Linked DNA regions of Pan troglodytes: region 2 is linked to region 1. The links are chromatin contacts, called in public Hi-C maps. All regions are on one chromosome and are shown on one strand. Each heading gives the region's core, a stretch centred on a gene start, on an enhancer-like site or on the middle of the called end of the contact. The rest is flanking DNA. Distances are from core to core; before and after follow the strand shown. Region 1 has its middle 37 kb from the start of C1H1orf127. Region 2 overlaps PEX14 (peroxisomal biogenesis factor 14).

What was found. Hi-C and Micro-C count contacts between places; a contact is called where the count stands out from the background.
Region 2: a Hi-C map of induced pluripotent stem cells shows a contact between it and region 1, with 2.2 times the contacts expected there. The contact joins two enhancer-like sites. A contact is called at or near these places in 3 of 7 Hi-C or Micro-C datasets (blood, induced pluripotent stem cells and stem cell-derived neural progenitor cells) and 1 of 1 other capture datasets (stem cell-derived neural stem cells).

The regions. Positions count from the first base shown.
Region 1 is chr1:221,060,707-221,067,546 of NHGRI_mPanTro3-v2.0_pri, forward strand. No RefSeq gene overlaps it. Among named protein-coding and RNA genes, the nearest start is that of C1H1orf127, 37 kb to the left of the region's middle. Within about 2 kb of position 2,530, at least 1 of the 24 cell types and tissues checked has an H3K27ac peak or open chromatin away from gene starts, as enhancers often do. A contact at or near this core is called in induced pluripotent stem cells, where this site is marked.
Region 2 is chr1:221,486,477-221,493,316 of NHGRI_mPanTro3-v2.0_pri, forward strand. The region is part of intron 2 of PEX14 (peroxisomal biogenesis factor 14); the gene reads right to left. Among named protein-coding and RNA genes, the nearest start is that of DFFA, 33 kb to the right of the region's middle. Within about 2 kb of position 3,300, at least 4 of the 24 cell types and tissues checked have an H3K27ac peak or open chromatin away from gene starts, as enhancers often do. A contact at or near this core is called in induced pluripotent stem cells, where this site is marked.

The sequences.
Region 1 (6,840 bases), core at 1,280-3,779:
TCAGCTTTGGTGCAATCAAAGGAATGTGAAATATCTCATGCATCATTTTACCTCTGACTATGGGCTGACAGGATAATATTTTGGAGCTACTGGCTTTAAAAAAACATGTTGTTAAAATTAATTTCACTTGGTACTTCTTACTCTTTTTTTTTTTTTTTTTTTTTTTTTGAGATGGAGTTTTGCTCTGTCTCCCAGGCTGGAGTGCAATGGCGCGGTCTTGGCTCACTGCAACCTCTGCCTCCCGGTTCAAGCGATTCTCCTGCCTCGGCCTCCTGAGTAGCTGGGATTATAGGCATGCGCCACCACAACCAGCTAATTTTGTATTTTTTTAGTAGAGATGGGGTTTCTCCATGTTGGTCAGGCTGGTCTCGAACTCCTGACCTCAGATGACCCTCCCGCCTCAGCCTCCCAAAGTGCTGGGATTACAGGCGTGAGCCACCATGCCTGCTGGTTTTATTTCTGTTGGACTGCTTTGTTCTAGACAATATTCCCATGTTGTTCTTTTTGATTTTTTCAAGACGGAGTCTCGCTGTGTCGCCAGGCTGGAGTGCAGTGGCGTGATCTCGGCTCACTGCAATCTCTGCGTCCCGGGTTCAAACAATTCTCCTGCTCCAGCCTCCCTGGACGCTGAGATTGCAGGCGCGCATCCCACGCCCAGCTAATATTTGTATGTTTAGTAGTTTGTATGTTTGTATGTATGGGGTTTCACCATGTTGGCCAGGCTGGTCTTGAACTCCTGACCTCAGGTGATCCACCCACCTTAGCCTCCCAAAGTGCTGGGATTACAGGCGTAAGCTACCGCGCCTAGCAATATTCCCATTTTGCAGATGAGGGTCCTTGAGGCTCAGAGGGATTGTGGCACATGGCTCCCAGGTGCTGCTCGTAAAAATCATGAATGAATGAATTAATGCATAAATGAATGAATGCATGGATGAATGTATGAAAACCTAGTCCTGGCTGCTGGGGAGACACAGGTGAAACCTGTCCCTGTTGCTGCCCTCAAGGAGCTCCCAGTCCAGAGTCTAGTCCAGTCTAGGAAGGAGAGGTAGTAGTGGAATCAGAGACCCCTGCATTCTGGGGGACCCCAAGGCCTCTGCACAGTAGAGCGGGGAGTGGTAAGTGGCTCCTGGGTCCACATCCTGGCTTCGCTGCTTCCTGGTTGTATGACCTTGGGAGAGTTACTTAACCTATTTATGCCTCAGTTTTCTCATCTGTGAAATGGGGATGATAATAATTATCATTACCATGGAAGCAGCTCCCTCTTGGGTTTCTGTGAGGATGAAGGGAGTTAACACACTCGACTCAGGTGGTGCAGAGCTTTGCGCATAGTGTGTGCAACCTGGTAATGATTAGTTATAATTCGGGACAAATGCTGTCCATCACGTGTCACCTGGTCCTGACAGCAGCACCTGGGAGGGCTGAAGGCCGTGTCCTGCCCTGGAGAGAGAGACGCACTCCCAGCCGGTCCCAAGCTGCCACCACCTGGAGGGGAGAATGGAGGGATTCTGTGACTTTCCCTTCAAATCGTTTCTCTGGGTCCGCTTGGGCAGCGCCTGGAGTCCTTGCTCTCTGGGCTTCGTCTCCTGGCCTCGCCTGCCACCCATCATCTGTTTGCTCCATGACACACCCACCCTTACCCTACCCTATCCCAGCTCTGTCCCGGAGGCCCTGGGGCCTTTGGAAGTGGCTTTGAAGGGAAATGCCCTCCAGGTAAACACAACTTCGTCTTGCTTCTGTGCTCTCAGGACAGACAGAGCCTCTGATTTACTCCTGGTTACCAAGGACCTCCCAGGGAGGGTTGGTGGGAGGTGGAGGTGGGGAGCAGGTAGCCCAACACAGTGCCTGATGCACGGGAAGGCCCACCGCAAGAGGTGAGGGGAACCAGGCCTAGGGGACAGCGGGGTTCCTGGAGGTCTGGGCGGGACCTGGCAGGCTGTGTGTGGGCACTATGAAAGCACAGGCCCCCAAGCCGCAGGAACAGCCAGAGGAAAGGTCTGGGGAAACATCTGGGGGCAGCGAGATGATCCATCACATTCATGGTGAGCCCAGGACCCTCTGGAGCCTGGATAGACCCCAAGCATCCCTAGGACTGCAGGGGGACACTTGGGACCCACCCCTGACACAGCCTTTCAATCTAGAGCTGCTTTGTCCAGGACCACAGCCACCCGCGGCTCCTGAGCACCAGTCTTCCATGTCTGAATGAAGCTGTCAGGGACCCCACTGAGCAGGATTTGCTGAAGGCTGAGGGAAGGGGTGGGGGCTGTTCCCACAACTTGGCAGGGGTTGGGGGCACCCAGAGACGGTAGCAGGAAGTGGGATGATTAGAACCAAATGGGGCCGATGGGAACCAGATGTGATGAGGTTTTGGGGGCTCTTCCAGAGAGAGATGTTTTTCTTTTCCACTGAAGCTGTAGTTGGGGGAAGAGAAGGGCGCAGGCTGTTTGTTCCTCCCCGATCCCCCAACCTCCGGCCCAGTGTGGCATCAGGGCGTTCTGCAGCCCCAGCCGCCAAAAGGTAATGAGAGCCACACCTGGAGGCGATTTGCATAACTGCTCCTGTGGTGCCCTAGGCCAGTTTCTGGGGAGAGGGCTGGGCAGGACCTATGTGGATGTGGATGTGGGGGTCAGGGGACAACAGCCCCCAGCCCAGTCCAACCCTCCCTCGCTCAGCTTGCAGGCCTGGGGATGCTTGGGGTCCAGAGGGTGCTTCACGGTAGCCCAGAGGCTCTCGGCTCCAGAGGGTACTTCATGGCAGTCTCCCCTCCTGGCAGGCCCCGTGACTGCTCAGCCTCACTACTCACACTCAGTGCCCCTGCGCCAGCCACTTCTTCCAGGAAGCCCTCTGGGTCCTCAGGTTGGATCAGGCACCTTCTCTGGGCTCTGGAATGCAGGGGTGCCATTTCAGCTCACTGCAACCTCCACCTCCAGGTTTTGAGCCATTCTCCTGCCTCAGCCTTCCAAGTAGCTGGGATTACAGGCGCATGCCACCATGCCTGGCTAATTTTTATATTTTTAGTAGAGACAGGGTTTTGCCATGTTGGCCAGGCCCATCTCTAACTCCCAACCTCAAGTGATCTGCCCGCCTTGGCCTCCCAAAGTGTTGGGATTACAGGCGTGAGCCACTGTGCCCGACCTTCTCTGGGTTCTGACACTGGGTTAGAGCTCCCAGTATTTACTGTGGTGGATTATAACTCCCTCTCCCAGTGAGCAGTTATCCAACTTAGACACCCTCCCCAGCTGCACTCAGCACTGGATCTAATAGGGTACTGCCTGTGGCCACACCCGCCCGCCTCCTCAGGCCTCCCCAGATCCCAACCCCTCCTTCATGGACACCTTCTAACACTCTACTCCTGGGGCCACTCTGAATTATATATATATATATATATATACACACACACACACATACATACAGTAAATTGGTTTTTTAAAATCAAGTAAGTCACTTAAAAGCACTCATTGCAAAAATTACAAACCCCACAGAGGCATAGAGAGTAAAACACGAAAGACCCCTTTGCCTGCACTGACCCCAGTCACTCCCTTCCTCATGGCAACTTCTGTTAGATTTGGTAAGCTAAGGTATCCAGTCTTTTGGCTTCCCTGGGCCACAGTGGAAGAAGAACTGTCTTGGGCCACACATAAAATACACTAACACTAATGATAGCTGATGAGCTAAAAAAAAAAAAAATCACAAAAAATCTCATAATGTTTTAAGAAAGTTTATGAATTTGTATTGGGCTGCATTCAAAGCCATCCCATGCCGCAGGTTGGATAAGCTTGGTATAGAGCTTTCTAAATCATGTGTGTGTGTGTGTGTGTATGTGTGTGTGTGTGTGTGTGCGTGTTAAAAAATATACGTATAGGCTGGGTGTGGTGGCTCACGCCTGTAACCCCAGCACTTTGGGGGGCCGAGGTGGGTGGATCACTTGAGGTCAGGAGTTTGAGACCAGCCTGGCCAACATGGTGAAACCCTGTCTCTGCTAAAAATACAAAAATTAGCCAGGCGTGATGGCACACACCTATAGTCCCAGCTACTTGGGAGGCTGAGGCAGGAGAATTGCTTGAACCCAGGAGACAGGTGGAGGTTGCAGTGAGCCGAGATCATGCCACTGCACTCCAGCCTGGGCGACAGTGCAAGACTTTATCTAAAAAAAAAAAAATAGGCCGGGCGCGGTGGCTCACGCCTGTAATCCCAGCACTTTGGGAGGCCCAGGTGGGTGGATCATGAGGTCAGGAGATCAAGATCATCCTGGCTAACACGGTGAAACCCCGTCTCAACTAAAAATACAAAAAATTAGCTGGGCGTGGTGGCGGGCGCCTGTAATCCCAGCTACTCCGGAGGCTGAGCCTGGAGAATGGCCTGAACCCGGGAGGCGGAGCTTGCAGTGAGCAGAGATCGCGCCACTGCACTCCAGCCTGGGCGACACAGCGAGCCTCCATCTCAAAAAAAAAAAAAAAATATATATATATATAAATATTATATGCTATTATATAATATTTATATAATTATAAATATTAACATAACATAAAATTTACAATCTTAACCTCTTTTTTTTTTGGTAGAGACAGGGTCTCACTAGATTGCCCAGGTCTCAAACTTCTGGCCTCAAGCGATCCTCCTGTCTCAGCCTCCCCAGGTGCTGGGATTACAGGCCTAAACCACTGCACCCAGCTGATCTTCACTGTTTTTTCGTGTACGAGTGCACGGGTTCAGTGGCACTAAGTACAGTCACGTGGTTAGTTAACCACTGCCACCATCCACTTCTAGAACTTTTTTATCTTTCCCAGCTGAAACTCTGCACCCATTAAACACTAACTCCCTATTCCCCCCTGCCCGCAGCTTCTGGTAACCACCACCTTACTTTCTGTCTCTGTATTAGTCTGCTTGTGTATTGCTATAAAGAAATACCTGAGGCTGGGTAAGTTGTAAAGAAAAGAGGTTTAATTGGCTCACAGTTCTACAGGCTGTGCAAGCATGGCTCCAGCATCTGCTCCTGATGAGGCCGGAGGAAACTTCCAATCATGGTGCAAGGTGAAAAGGAAGCAGGCGTGTCACTTGTCGAGAGCAGGAGCAAGAGGTGGGGAGAGGTAGCATGCTCTTTTTATTTATTTATTTATTTTTGAGATGGAGTCTCTATCTGTCACCCAGGCTGGAGTGCAGTGGCGCAATCTTGGCTCACTGCAACCTCCACCTCCCAGGTTGAAGCCCTCCTCCCACCTCTGCCTCCCAAGTAGCTGGGATTACAGGCATGCACCACCACGCCCAGCTAATTTTTGTATTTTTAGTATAGACAGGGTTTCTCCATGTTGGCCAGGCTGGTCTCGAACTCCTGGCCTCAAGTGATCCACCCGCCTTGGCCTCCCAAAGTCCTGGGATTACAGATGTGAGCCACCATGCCCAGCCTCATGGTCTTTTTTTGTTGTTGCTGTTGAGACAGATTCTCACTCTGTCTCCCAGGCTGGAGTGCAGTGGCGCGATCTCACTCACTGCAACCTCTGCCTCCCGGGTTCAAGTGATTCTCGTGCCTCAACCTCCCGAGTAGCTGGGATTACAAGCATGTGCCACCACACCTGGCTAATTTTTGTATTTTTAGTAGAGACGGGGTTTCGCTGTGTTGGCAAGCTGGTCTCAAACTCCTGTCCTCAGGTGATCTGCCCGCCTTGGCCTCCCAAAGTGTTGGGGTTACTGGCGTGAGCCACCGCGCCTGGCCTCATGCTCTTTTAAACAACCAGATCTTGCATGAACTGAGAGGGAGAACTCGCTAATCCATGAGGATGGCACCAGGACATTCGTGAGGGATCCCGCACCATGACCCAAACACCTCCCACCAGCCCCATCTCCAACATTGGGGATTATATTTCAACATGAGATTTGGAGAGGACAAACATCCAAACCACATCAGTCTCTGTGAATCTGACCACTCTGAGGACCTCATGTAGGTAGAATCCTACGTTCTTTTGCCTTTTGTGTTTGACTTAGTTCCCTTATAGCATAATGTCTTCAAGGTTCATGCCTGTTGTAGCATATGTCAGAATTCCCTTCTAAATCTTTTAATTAAAACATTTTTTTTTTTGAAGAGAGTCTCATTCTGTCACTCAGGCTGAGGTGCAGTGACGTTATCACAGCTGACTTCAGTCTCGAACTTCTGGGCTCAAGTGATCCTCCTGCCCTTAACCTCCCAAGTAGCTGGGACTACAGGCATGTGCTACCATGTCGAGCTAATTTTTAAAAGTGTTTTGTAGGCCGGGCGTGGTGGCTCACGCCTGTAATCCCAGCACTTTGGGAGGCCGAGGTGGATGGTTCACAAGATCAGGATTTCGAGACCATCCTAGCAAACATGGTGAAACCCCGTCTCTATTAAAAATACAAAAAATTAGCTGAGCGTGGTGGCACGCGCCTGCAGTCCCAGCTACTCAGGAGGCTGAGGCAGGAGAATTGCTTGAACCTGGGAGGCGGAGGTTGCAGTGAGCTGAGATCGGTTGCGCCACTGCACTCCAGCCTGGGCAACAGAGCAAGACTCCGTCTCAAAAAAAAAAATGTTTTGTGGTAACAGGGTCTTACTATGTTGCCCAGGCTAGTCTCAAATTCCTGGTCTCAAGGGATCCTCCTGCTTCAGTCTCCCAACGTGTTGGGATTATAGATATGAGCCACCCTGTCTGGCCCAAAAGATATTTCTTACTCTGAAGTCACGGTCAAGAATGTTGAGAAACACGGCCTGAATTTCCATACCAGCCAAGTGCCCTAGCGTGGCAAGCATAATTCCTGCCCCAAAACACACAGGCTTTCCTCTTGAGGTCCCTTCTGCTGCTGCTGCCGCCCTTGTCTTAGGTTTTTGCCACCTTT
Region 2 (6,840 bases), core at 2,050-4,549, 430 kb after region 1:
AATTCTAGTATGTGACACCTCTGGAGAGAAACAGGTTAACACGATCAAGCCTCTCTTCTGGCAATACACATGTTGATGAGGTCCTGCAGTCCACAGAAGACTTGGAAGTCAAAGAGGTCACAGGTCCCAGAGACCACAGAAGTCAGAGGTCCCACGGGCCACAGAGGTCAGAGATCTCACAGGCCACAGAAGTCAGAGGTCTCACAGTCCCTGGAATTCAGAGGTCCCCGGGTCCACAGAAGTCACAGTCCCATGGTCTATGGAAGTCAGAGGCCCCACAATCCACAGAAGTCATAAATTCTACAGTCCACAGAAGTCAGGAGTCCATAGTCCACAGATGTCAGGGGTCCCTCCATCTCTAGAAGTTATAGGTCCTACAGTTCATGGCAGACTTTCCTAGGAAAGTTTAAACTCTGATGTGCATGGTCATTTCCATTTCTAAACCCTACACAAAAATCTGAGGGGAGACACAATCAATCAGATAGCATTAAAGCTGGAAAGAACGCACCATGATGTTAGCAAAAACCACTTCAACTACTCATGCCATTAGAGTCATCAAAGGGGGGAGGCAGGAAGGAAGGGAGGGACAGAGAAAGAGACAGTAATGAAAGAGAAAATAAGTCTGAAAAGAAAGGAGAAAATAGAAATATAAAAGATTAGAAAAAACAGGAGACAACAAAATAAAAAAGACAAAAACCTCACTTTGGCATTTACAGTTTAAAGCTTTCAGGGCATTTTATGAAATGACAGTTGCAATAAAACAAATAGAATGGTGAGTCATCTGGGTTCCAACTTCTGAGTCAAAAGGGGCTGTTTCTAGACAAACCAGCAGCTCTGCTGCCTGCACATTTAACGATACCTATCGGTGCACTACAGCTACGGAACAGGATGTGGAGAACGAGGAGGTGGGAGTGAGCATTGTCTTTACTGGTCCCAGTGTCATTGCAAATAAAGACTGTCAAGATTTAAACCATAATAATGGAAAGGCTATAAAGGTCTCAGTTATAATGTTTCCTCTGATGTTCCCTTTCATAAAAGGCCTCTTTATGTTGCCTGCGTAGCAGTCATCCACTGAACATCGGCATATGTGTGGCCCAGTGGGAACGTTGCACCCTAAGTTCCTAGCAGGACGCCAGGCAGCAACTGTGCAATCCAACTCCTTGGCTCATCATCTCCATCGCACATAAGTGAGCACACACACTCACTCATTCCACAAATATGTATGAGTGCCTATTTTCTGCCAGGAGCTGAGCAATACAGTATATGCCCAACCCATACAGGGCTTAGCAAAGTGCCTAGGTGCCAAACACCCAGGAAACACACACGCAAAATATATACGGCCATACAACACAGGGACTCCTTTCCTACTTTGGCACCTAAAAGTCTTACATAAGTGCCTGGCAGCCTAGCAGGAAATGGGACTTTTCCTTCTCCATGCCAGAGCAAAGTAGATAAGCTGGAACACAAATCAGATAAATGCTCAAAAAGGGGGCTTAATATGGTGCCCACAAAGACTTGCCTTTACTTGGACACACCAGACAAAAATGCACAGAAACCTGCTGTTTCAACAGAATTATTTATCTGCAGCCTGCCATCTAACCATTCTAGGCACCAGGGAACCTCAAAGGAAAATACAAACAAAACCTCTGCAAATTAATACTTTGTAGACATGCCAAGGAGGCATGAACTAAGAAAGACACCAGCAGCACATGTAGGGATGAAATGAGGCTGAAACCTGTAAACCAGGGAGCCGTGTGATGCAATTAGAGATGCCAAAGTCCAAAATTAGGAAAGGATCGATCTAGTCAAGCCCAACTTGGTGGCAGGTAGAGAATAACTCACATTTCTAGGTGGGCAGCCTGTGCCAACCACAAACCATCCCTGGGCTGCCTTCCCTGCTGATCTATAATTGGTGGGTCAGTGATGGAGCTACCAATTATCTTGAGGCCCCCTGTATTTAGTTCACAGACAAAGGGAAGCGGGAGAGACCAGTTAGTAATGAGTAAGTAATGGCCACGAAAATACATTGTATTATACAAAGCTGCTTCGGCAGGAAAAGCCATTTGGAAAATAAAGCGTAAAAGAATAAAATAAGCTGGAGAAACTCAATTTTCTCCTCCCTTCCTCCCAAAGCCACACTTAGGATAAAATGAGGTTTGTGCAGGTTAATCCTTAAGAGGTAAGAAAAAAATGATTAAATACATTAAAAAAATCAATTGTACATTAAACCAAATCCAGGAACTGCTAAAACAAACACGGCAGCGTTCCTCCAGCCAGCATTAGCTCTGCCAGTCTGGTCAGTAGGGGATACCCCCACCTGATGGAGCCCGCTGAGGTCACAGAAGACAAGCAGAGAGGAAGGGGAGAGAACCAGGGCTGGGGAGTGGGATGGGACCACAGATCTGGATTTCACTGGAACTGAAGTTATTTCTAGATATTATAAAGAAATAAAATGCCTTACAAATGGGGCTCTGGGGACCAGGCTGAATTCTTCAAAAATCCAATAGAAATAATAATAATGAGAATCATTTGATAAGCAGAAATTATAAACCACCTTACTGTCAAATGATGTGCCACTATTTCTCGTTATTTCTTCTGTTTATTAACAAATTCTATTAACTGCCATTTTTCAGACAACAGAGAGCTGGAGAGGTGAGGTTAAGAGGCATGCCTTTGCCGGGCGCGGTGGCTCACGCCTGTAATCCCAACACTTTGGGAGGCCGAGGTAGGCGGATCACGAGGTCAGGAGATTGAGACCATCCTGGCTGACATGGTGAAACCCCATCTCTACTAACAACAAAAAAAAAATTACAAAAAAATTAGCCGGACGTGGCGGCGGGCGCCTGTAGTCCCAGCTACTCGGGAGGCTGAGGCAGGAGAATGGCGTGAACCCAGGAGGCGGTGTTTGCAGTGAGCCGAGATCGCACCACTGCACTCTAGCCTGGGCGACAGAGCGAGACTCCGTCTCAAAAAAAAAAGGAGGCATGCCTTTGTCTTTCAGGAATGCCACTCTCTGCAGTGGAGCTGGATGGAAACTCCCACCCTTCCCCAGTACCCTGGGATCTTCAGATGAAAGCCTGAAAGAATGCAAACCCACAAGAAAGTGGCCCTAGGTCACCCGCTCCTCCCTCAGTGGAGTCAAGGCTGAGAATTCTTAGCTAATCCTAAATAAACCTCACATGGTTGAAATGTCGCGGCCAATTTGCTTCCCCGTGTGGACTGCAACCATCTGGTTCTGCCTGCAACCAGCCTTTCTCCTCCTGGGCACCTGCCTCAGCCACATAGCTGGAAGATCTGGCAGGCAGGAGCATTCAGAGGGCACAGTAGGAGGTGCACTTCTGGGGGAGAGGGAGCTGGGACTCACTCTGACAAGGCACAAGTTGCCCATATGTCAGTCTTGGGCCCCCAGTCTAAAAATCTGGCACATCCAAGGCCGGGCGCGGCAGCTCACGCCTGTAACCCCAGCACTTTGGGAGGCCGAGGTCAGGAGATCGAGACCATCCTGGCTAACACAGTGAAACCCCGTCTCTACTAAAAATACAAAAAAATTAGCAGGGCATGGTGGCGGGCGCCTGTAGTCCCAGCTACTCGGGAGGCTGAGGCAGGAGAATGGCATGAACCCGGGAGGCAGAGCTTGCAGACAGCCGAGATCGCGCCACTGTACTCCAGCCTGGGTGACAGAGCGAGACTCCGTCTCAAAAAAAAAACAAAAACAAAAAACAAAAAAATGGCACATCTGCAATGTTCCCCTTCATGTGTTTCTGAAATAAGTCATTTAGAATTGAAGAGAAACCTCTGTAAGACTAGTTTGGATAGGGGGAGGGAGTGGGGTTGGGGGGAAGTGCTGACAGGAAGAACAGGTAATCAACCATATGACAGTGGTATTCCCAACAGAATTAAAGACACGTGCCCATGGGGGAAAGTTTCAAAACCTCTAAACATTATTTGAGTGGGTTATCAATGTCTAGCTCTTGGCAACAAGTAAGATCTGACAGAAAGATTTTACTCTCTTAAAGACATCTCTATTCTCTTATCTTCAAAGCAGGTGAACTTTGCTGCCTTAACTCTGACAATGAGGAATTTGTGGATGTTGATAGAAACACAGATAAAGGATTTACCTGAGGGGGCAGAGAAAGTAGAAATAAAAGATCCTGGATATTGTATTTTCTTTACTTATGTGGATTCCAGTGACTCCCTGGAGACCTGCAGGCACCACTTTAAGAGCTGGAGTCCAGAGCAAATTGCTCAATTGTCCAACCTTCTCTCCGCCAGCAAGAGACAGAACAACAAGCGGCTGCTGCCCCCTAGAAGCTACCAGGGACATAGCACCTTGCTATATAGACATCACATGAAAAGATCCTATTATCTCCTCTCCATCCCATAACCTGTCATTAGTGAGGTACATGGGTGCAGACGCCTCCTCTGAGCACAAGGAGGCACACATCACCTGTGATAAATTAATAGGCGCCTTTTCAACAGCTAAGATGCACACAAAAGACTCCAACCACGGAGAGCACACTAAGGCAGCAGCCTCAGAAAGAAGATACAGAATCACCAGGCAGCACTGAGCATCAGCTGCAGATACGTTTGTGCAGCGGGCGCCCCGCACGCACGCTAGTGTGCCTGACAGCGCGGTCCACACCGCACCCATACCTGCTCTCCCCGTCTGCACAGGTTCAGCAGCATGGACACCAGCTTTCAATCCCAGTCCTGCCACTTCTTAGCTGTAGGAACTTGAATGCTCTGGGCTCAGTCTCCTCACTGCAAAATGAGTAATTCTCACAAATTTGTTGGAATCAAACAAAGTAACCAAAATAAAGACACCAACAGCGAGGCCAGAATATTACAGAGTAGAAGCCCTCCTGGCCTATGTGATCGGAGCTAGTAATTGTTCGGTTAATCAAAAAATCAGTTAAAGCAGGGAATCAAACATGGAACCTGCTCCACATACTGAAAACATTTTCTATTAACTGAAAACCTATAAACATTCAGTCACTGCTGATCTTTTGATGTAAAGCCAAGCCCTTTGCTTTGAGTGTGGGCCCACAGACTGAAGTTCCCAGACGTCTTTCTTGCATAAACCCTACCCATAACACAGCCTCCACAATTTCTAAAGCAAAGTAAGAACTTCAAGACATCAGTAAAGCAATCAAAGTACAGAATCCTTCTAGATGTTTATGATCTTCCTCTAATGTTTAACTGTCATCTTGCTCACACCTAATTTGACAGCTATGTTTTTAGCAATTCACATTTAGCAAAGCATTTAACTTAGTTTTCATAAAACCCTCTTTTCACATTTCTTTTTATAGAACACATTATAGCCAGGCGTGGTGGCTCACGCCTGTAATCCCAGAACTTTGGGAGGCCGAGGCGGGCGGATCACCTGAGGTCGTGAGTTCAAGACCAGCCTGACCAACATAGAGAAACCTCGTCTCTAAAAATACAAAAAATTAGCCGGGCATGGCGGCGCATGACTGTAATCCCAGCTACTCAGGAGGCTGAGACAGGAGAATCACTTGAACCTGGGAGGCAGAGGTTGCAGTGAGCGAGATCATGCCATTGCACTCCAGCCTGGGCAGCAACAAGAGTGAAACTCCATCTCAAAAAAACACACAAAAAAAGAACACATTATATTTGCAGAACCCTCTCTTCACACTCTTAGTTCACCTGTTGACATCATATTTAATACAAGGACACAGGTTTAGGGACAAACTAGCTCCTGGGGTACAGATGAGTGTGGGAGAGACTGGCTGAGGACCTGCCTTGTTCAGAGCACCAAGAGCCTGGTGAGTACGTTCCATGGGGCCCAAACAGCAAGTTGGTTAGACAGGGATGCCAAATGCAAGCTCTTGACACATTTTTAAAAATATGTTCTTATTGATACCCCTGCTTCATTTCACAAAAGATTCTAAATGACTCTCAAAAGTACACATAAGCCTGTAATCCCAGCACTTTGGGAGGCTGAGGCGGGCAGATCACTTGAGGCCAGGAGTTCAAGACCAGCCTGGCCAACATGGCAAAACCCTGTCTTTACTAAAAATACAAAGATTAGCTGGGCATGATGGCACACACCTGTGATCCCAGCTACTCAGGAAGTTGAGGCACAAGAATCACTTGAACCCAGGAGGCGGAGGTTGTAGTGAACCATGATCGTGCCACTGCACTCCAGCCTGGGCAACGGAGCAAGACTCCGTCTCAAAAAAAAAAAAAAATACAGACAAGCTGGGCCGGGTGGCTCACACCTGTAATCTTGGCACTCTGGGAGGCTAAAGAGAAGGTTCACTTGAGCCCAGGAGACTGAGACCAGCCTGGCCAACACAGTGGGACCCTGTCTCTATAAAAATTTAAATAAAATTTAAATAAAATAAAAATTTCAAAGTACACACAAGACAACAAGATACAGCAAAGGAAAAGTATGGTAAAGGGGGGAAAAAAAGATTTGGTTTTGTTTTTGAGACAGGTCTCGCTCTGTCACCCAGACTCACTGTAATCACAATCTCCTGGGTTGATGCAATCCTCCTGCCTCAGCCTCCAGAGTAGCTGGGACTACAGGCTCGAGCCACATGTCCCACTAATTTTTGTATTTTTTATAGAGATGGCACCTCGTCACGTTGCCCAGGCTGATCTCAAAACTCCTGGGCTCAAGCAATTCTCTTGCCTCAGCCTCCCAAGGTGCTGGGATTACAGGTGTGAGCCACCATACCTAGCCTAAAAGATGTTTAATACCTGTTCTTTATTCTCCTTCTCCATCAAAATCCACTGTCGGTAAATGCTAGTTAAATGAAACCATTTATAGAAATAATCATTGGCCAGGTATGGTGGCTCATGCCTGTAATTCCA